2 separate regions of the Pan troglodytes genome follow, and region 1 is linked to region 2. A link is a contact called in public HiChIP or PLAC-seq data. All regions are on one chromosome and are shown on one strand. The core of a region is the stretch at or near the end of the contact, and the rest is flanking DNA. Distances in the headings are between cores, read along the strand shown. Region 1 holds the start of PIK3CB (phosphatidylinositol-4,5-bisphosphate 3-kinase catalytic subunit beta). Region 2 holds the start of FAIM (Fas apoptotic inhibitory molecule).

Region 1 (3,259 bases), core at 240-2,739, 230 kb after region 2:
GTTAAGATCCTTATCTGACCACCCTTTCCTGTGCTACATTATTATGACTTAAACAGTTCTGCTTTTACCATAAAATCTTACAATGTAGCATAAAAATCCCCAAATGATTAATGAACTGCTGAGACCTCTGACTCGTTGGAGATAATTTTATTACGAATCATATCTCCAAACTTCCATTCAGTGCTTCAAAATAAGTACTCATTTAATTATCATGACTTCACCAGACAGTCACACTGCCCACAATGATGTTTACAAAAGCACTTGTCACTCCCTTTGGATGTAGCAATGCAGAAAAAAGAGTCTGTTTCCATACTCTTCGTGTGTTTATAACTCTGTAACAAGTGGCAGAGTTCAAGTGTCACTTGAGATGAAACAGCAAGGCACTTCAAGTTTACGTCCCACCATCTTTCATCCTAAGCGAATCCCGAATTTGCTCGGTTTCATTTCAGCAGCAATTCCCACTCAGTACCTGACACAGGGTTCCAATTCAGCCCTGCGGGAAGAGACTGCAGGATTCTAGTAAGGGACTATAGGATTCTATTTTGGCCACTGCGAGGTTAACAGGCTCCAATATTAAGCAACTCCAGTATCGGTTACTGCAACACCAGAGCAGATCGGAAATAAATGTGCCCCCAAACGCACGCCAGCAGCCAGGAATTAGCAATAGCTAACACGAGATGCTGCAGCAGGGGTATCATTTACTTAGCACTTGTTCAGTTATGCCTAACCTCACAACAACCTTATGGTGTATGTATTATTATTTCCATTTAACACATCAGGATATTTTGGCCCAAGGCCCCAGGACTGGTCAGCAGCGGCGTTGGGATTCGAAAACATGTCCGTAACCTAATAACCCTGGGTCCACGCCTCTGAAATACACTTCTGCGCAAAAAGGCACCTGAGGGTCGGGAAGTTCCGGAGGTGTCCGCATAGACGCGGGACGCGAGTACGCCGTCTCTCCACAGAAACGCCCCTCAGGAACGGGACCCAAAGCGACAGTGGCCCGGGACGCCCGGCAGCGTCTCTGCCGCCCAGGGGCCGGGGGGCGCCACTCACCTTGGAGAGCCCAGGGCGGGCCGCAACCAAGCCAGACGCCCCCACCGGCCGGTAGGCGGTTATCCTCCAAGCTGGAAGGAAGCGCGGTGCAACCACAAGAGTCGCCAGCGCCGCAGGTAGCGGCAAGCTAGAACGCACCGCCAGCACGCCCGGGGGCACCGCAGCCGGCGCCGCATCCGGGTCCCGGCCGCCGCACTCACCTGCCTGGCGCTCCGCCGCCGCCGCCTGCTACTATTCCAAGTGCGCAGTCAGCAGCCCAGGCCGCCGCAACCGCTCCACTCCGGCGCCCCCATCCCTGCCTCTCTCGATCACCTCCCGCCTGCCCCGCGCAGCACTACACTCGCCCGCTCCCCACTGCCATGGCCCGCTCCGCCGCAGCGCCGCACAGGCCGACAGAGCACGCGCGCGCCGCCGCCGTACCCGCGCCCGTGTGCGCGCGCGCGAGCCTCTCAGGCCTGCATCCCAGCAGCCCCCGCCCCGCCCTGCGCCGCCCTCGGGCCAATCCCGGGCCCCGCGGTGGCGGCGGCGGCGGCAGCTGGGCTGGCAGGGTGTGGGGAGAGGCCTCACTGCCGATTCTTCTACCGTTGCCAGCCCGGCTGCGACGCTGCTGCACGGCCTTTCCTAACTCTCTTTGCGACTCCCAGAGGACTGCGGAATAGGGAATCCCCGGCAAGTCGCCTTCAGGAGAGACCCATCACCCGCTGCGGCCTCCATAACTTCCTCCCGAGAGATTCCGCTCTTCCTAGGTTCCTTGCTGGCCTTTTCTTCCCAGCCCTTCTCCCTGTTCTGCGACATGGACTGACTCCTAAATTCTTGGACGCAGCACTTATTTTTTTCCCGCTACCCGTCTCCGTCTTTCACTCCCTTTGTGAGGATAGGGCGCTAGCTCGGCTGCCTCACAGCTGGCCCTTCAGTCCCTACACTGTGAATGGTTGTTTCTAGGGAAAAGTCCAGCCTTTCAAGCCCAAGATTCTTGTTCTTTGTTCAATTTTGCAGTAACAACACCTAACATTTGTCTGCAGAGCCTTAAACTTTACCCCTTTTTGCCTACCTTGTTTCCTGTTACCTTTGACCCCAACCGCGAAATATCACAGCCCTCTTTCTAGTGGGACACTTAAATTTTACTTACTGAAAACCAACATTTTAACTCACTCCAAAGCTAGTATATTCTAACGTAATGCTCCTATATTACCCTGGACAAATAGTTGAGTAGTCAGGGATAAAATCTAGAAGTACAACATAATAAAAAGCAAACGTGACAAATCAATTAAGTGACAAACCAATAGTTTATTGGAGAAATGATCCTAGTTTTTTTTATTTTTTATTTATTTATTTATTTTGAATCAGAGTTTCGCTACTGTTGCACAGGCTGGAGTGCAATGGCGCGATCTTGGCTTACCGCAACTCTGCCTCCCCCGGTCAAGCGATTCTCCTGCCTCAGCCTTCCTGAGGATTACAGGCATGCGCCACCACGCCTAGCTAATTTTGTATTTTTAGTAGAGACGGGGTTTCTCCACGTTGGTCAGGCTGGTCTCGAACTCCCGACCTCAGGTGATCCGCCCGCCTCGGCCTCCCAAAGGGCTGGGATTACAGACATGAGCCACCGTGCCCGGCCAATGATCCTGGTTTTAATTGACTTTCGATTTAAAGCAAGAACATTGAAAAATAAATTCCAGAAGAGGCTGTAATACCAACACTTTGGGAGGCCGAGGTGGGCAGATCACTTGAGCCCAGGAGTTCACACCTAGCCTGGGCAATATAGCGAGACTGACAAAAATGACGTGAGTGTGGTGATGTGCATCTGTTGTCCCAGCTACTTGGGAGACTGAGGTGGGAGGATAATATGAACCCAGGAAGTCGAGGGAAGTCGAGGCTGGTGTGAGTCGAGATAGCACGGTAGCACCACTGCACTCCAGCCCGGGAAATAGAGCAAGACCCTGTCTAGGGAAAAAAAAAAAAAAATCCAGAAGAATTAAAAAATATAAAAATTTACAAAACAGAAACTTAAGAGGAAAAAAAATTTTTTTTTTGAGACAGTCTCATTCTGTTGCCCAGGCTGGAGTGCAGTGGCACCATCTCAGCTCATGGCAACCTCCACCTCCCAGGTTCAAGCAGTTCTCTTGCCTCAACCTCCAGAGTAGCTGGGATTACAGGCACCTGCCACCACACACGCCTAATTTTTTTTTTTCTTTTTTTGAGACGG
Region 2 (3,537 bases), core at 860-3,359:
GGAGGCTGGGACATCCAAGATCAAGGCTCCAGCAGAGTCACAGTCTGCTAAGGGCTTGTTCTCTGCTTCAAACATGGTGCCTTCTCAGAGCATCCACACATGGCAGAAGGACCAAACAGGCTCCCTCAAGCCTCTTTCACAAGGGCACTAATTTCCCCCACAAAGGATCCATCCTGTTAATATGAATGTGTTGGGGCTTAGGTTTCAACATATGAATTTTGGGGAGATACCAGCATTCAAACCATAGCAGCCCCCAAATATGCTGGGCCCTCAAAACCCTCCAAAATCCCTTCACTTGTCTCTATTCTATGACTGGGCCTACTCTCCACAGGGACCATTCACTGCTCCTCACATGGCCCACTCAACAACTTTTCTCGCTCTCTGTAGGCAACACTGTCTCCTCCTTAAATTGAAAATCAAGGCCACCTAAGACACTACCCAGGCCTGCTCTTCATTCATTCATTCATTTAATAAATATTTACCAGAGCTAACATGGGCCTGCACGGTACAGATGTGGGACATACAAGAATGAGAGCCAAGCGGCCATGGTCTCGGCCTTCATGGATCTCAGTCTACTGTTAAGTTACACATTAAGCAAAAATTACACAAATTATTGCACACCCTGAAAGGGGCTAGGAAGAAGAATCCCTGGTGCTGCAATCTTTGTGTTTTTTTTGTTTTTGTTTTTGAGACGAAGTATCACTCTGTGGCTCAGGCTGCAGTACAGTGAGGTGATCTCAGTTCACTGCAACTGCCACCTCCCAAGGTCAAGTGATTCTCCTGCCTCAGCCTCCTGAGTAGCTGGGATTACAGACGCATGCCACCATGCCCGGCTAATTTTTGTATTTTTAGTAGAGATAGGGTTTCACCACGTTGGCCAGGCTGGTCTCAAACTTCTGACCTCAGGCAATCCGCACACCCTGGCCTCCCAGAGTGCTGGGATTACAGGTGTAAGCCACCGTGCCCGGCGTTTTTTGTTTTTTGTTTTTTTTTTTGAGACAGAGTCTTGCTCTTCGCCCAGGCTGGAGTGCAGTGGCTCAATCTCAGCTCACTCCAACCTCCACCTCCCAGGTTGAAGCGATTCTCCTGCCTCAGCCTCCCAAGTAGTTGGGACTACAGGCATGCACCACCACACCCCTCTAAGTTTTGTATTTTCAGTAGTGACGGGGTTTTGCCATGCCTGCCTCAGCATCCCAAAGTGCTGGGATTACAGGCGTGAGCCACTGAGCCCGGCTGTTTCTTTTTGTGTGTGTGTTTTTTTTTTAATGAAACAGGGTCTCGCTCTGTTGCCCAGGCTGGAGTGTAGTGGTGCAATCACAGCTCTCTGCAGCCTCTACCTCCCTTCAGGGCCCAAGCAATTCTCCCACCTCAGCGTCCCAAGTAGCTAGGATTACAGGCCTGAGCCGCTAATTATTTTCTTTTCTTCTTTCTCATTCTCTCTCTCTCTTTTTTTTTTTTTTTTTTTTTACCATGTTGCCCAGGCTGGTCTTGAACTCCTGGACTCAAGAGATCCGCCACTCTGCCTCCCAAAATGCCGTGATTACAGGTATGAGCCACCACACCCAGCAATGCTGCAAGTCTTATGGGCCAGGATAGTGTAATCTAAGAAATGATATATGAAGAACACTCACAACAGGGAAGAGGTGAGGAGTGTCCAGGCAGAGAGAAGAGCATTTGCAGAGGCCCTGGGCGAGAAGAAACCTGCATCCTTTAAGGACCTAAATGAAGCCAAGCAGGCAGGGGCTAGATCACACATGGGGGCTTCATGCCCACCTTAAGTAGTTTGGGTCTTTAAAAAAGGAATGAGACTCCATAAAGAGGTTTTAAGGAGCGAATGCTATTGCTGCCATGAACAGATATTCCTTCCCCATAGCTGCAGAGCAGGCACAGGGCTGTTTTTGCCCGCCAGGATGTCCCCACCGTCTAGCCCAGAGCGGGGCCAGCGGCCGGCTCCTACCCACACTTGCTGGCGGGAAGACTGGACGCACTGCGGGACATAGTGATGTCCTGGGTTGGGGCTGAGGAAGGCCTATGCGCGGAGGGTGCGGCCTTCGGCTAAGGCAGAGGACCAGGGTTGGGTCCGTGGCGGCGGGAGGGGCGGCCTCCTGCGCTGGTCGCCCCAGGGGACCTGAGAGGCTCGACAAACAGTCGGCGCGTTTGGTACTCGCGCCTGCAGAGCTTTCAACCTCCGCGCCGGCTGCGCCTGTTTCTCGGCCAGGGGAGCAAGGCCACGCGGCCTACGTAGCCGAGTCGGAACCAACCGGTTGTTTAGTGCAACCTACCCCAGAACCTCCCGCGGCCCACAGAGCACAGGTGAGGCAGCAGACCGGGTGGGGTCGGTGTCGCGCCTGCGCCCGCCCGGACGCCTCGGGCCTGCCCGCTCCGCACCCTGGAAACCCCTGCACGCAGCCCCCCGGCGTCCCCACGCTCTCGGCCCTGCTGCGCCGGCGGCGGCCATCTCTGGGCGGCGGCGGCGGCGGCGGCGGGCGGTGTTTGCGCGGTCGGTGAGACCCGCGCGGGTGAGGCGCTGGGTGAGTTCCGGACGCTTCCAGCCGGCCCGCCGGTGATCCCAGACCTCGGGGCGGGACGCGGCTCCCGCTCACCGCCGGCAAAGGTGGAGGTGCGGCGGGGCGCGGGGCCAGCCCGGGGCGGTGCGGGGGCGTCCCTGCCTAGCGAGGCCCTGCCCCGCGACCTGCCGCACCCTCCTCCGGCCTGTTCGCGACCTCTAAAGATAATACTTGTCACTGTCGAAAACGTGGAACAGAAAGCAAGGAAGCAAGCAAAGCAGCCGTGCCGCTGCTCCCCAGAGACAAGCTGGGTTAACAGGAGGGTGTATATTCTTCCAGATGGTTTTTCCTTGTAATATGAGCGGGGCTTGTTTTTGCAGAACCTGCATCATAAAGTTCTCTCTCTCTCTTCTCTCTCTTTCTCTCTCTCTCTCTCTCTCTCTCGGCATGGCTTTGCACTGTGATTTACTAAATGTAGTTTCTCCCTGATGGTGAGCGTACAAGTGGTTTTCAGTTTTTAGTTATTGCAAAAAGTAATTCATTGAGCATCGTTGCATCTGGGTTTTTGAGCGTGATCATTTCTGTAGAATGAATCCCACAAGATTCGTTCTAAAACAAGATAGAATCCACGGTCTATACCACAAGGCTTCTGGTATACATTGTGAAATGGCCCTCAGAAAAGTTATTCTCCTTTTTGTACCTCCAGTAAGTAGCATTTGGGAATACTTGGCTCGAGGAGCTTCCCGAGTGATTTTACTGGAGACCCCCCTCACTTCATAAGAGGCCGGTCCGGAGATGAAGATGTCAACACTTGAGTGTGACTTGCATTATTGGCTGGCCCTACCTGGGGGCCTTTGCTGAAAAGGGAACCATGAGCATCTTAGTAACTACTATCATCTAGTAATTTTTAAACTGACTTCGGTTTATCTTGAACGAACCATTTCAGTCCCCAGTAAGAATAAACCTAAGTTAAGGCAAAATTCAGGTGGATTAGGTGAACAGTGGCAACGTGTTGGTGTTTAAGTCATGC

What was found. HiChIP or PLAC-seq counts read pairs in DNA pulled down with a chosen protein or histone mark.
Region 1: a contact with region 2 is called in an H3K4me3 HiChIP or PLAC-seq map of stem cell-derived excitatory neurons, with 4 times the contacts expected there. The contact joins the promoter of PIK3CB here to the promoter of FAIM in region 2. A contact is called at or near these places in 1 of 7 Hi-C or Micro-C datasets (stem cell-derived neural progenitor cells) and 1 of 1 datasets of contacts at active chromatin or transcription factors (stem cell-derived excitatory neurons).

The regions. Positions count from the first base shown.
Region 1 is chr2:142,048,028-142,051,286 of NHGRI_mPanTro3-v2.0_pri, forward strand. It overlaps PIK3CB (phosphatidylinositol-4,5-bisphosphate 3-kinase catalytic subunit beta), which reads right to left and starts at 1,490. Exons shown (of 23, transcript XM_016942048.3): 1 at 1,257-1,490.
Region 2 is chr2:141,820,114-141,823,650 of NHGRI_mPanTro3-v2.0_pri, forward strand. It overlaps FAIM (Fas apoptotic inhibitory molecule), which reads left to right and starts at 2,110. Exons shown (of 5, transcript XM_001157252.8): 1 at 2,110-2,313. It also overlaps a transcript of CEP70 not described here.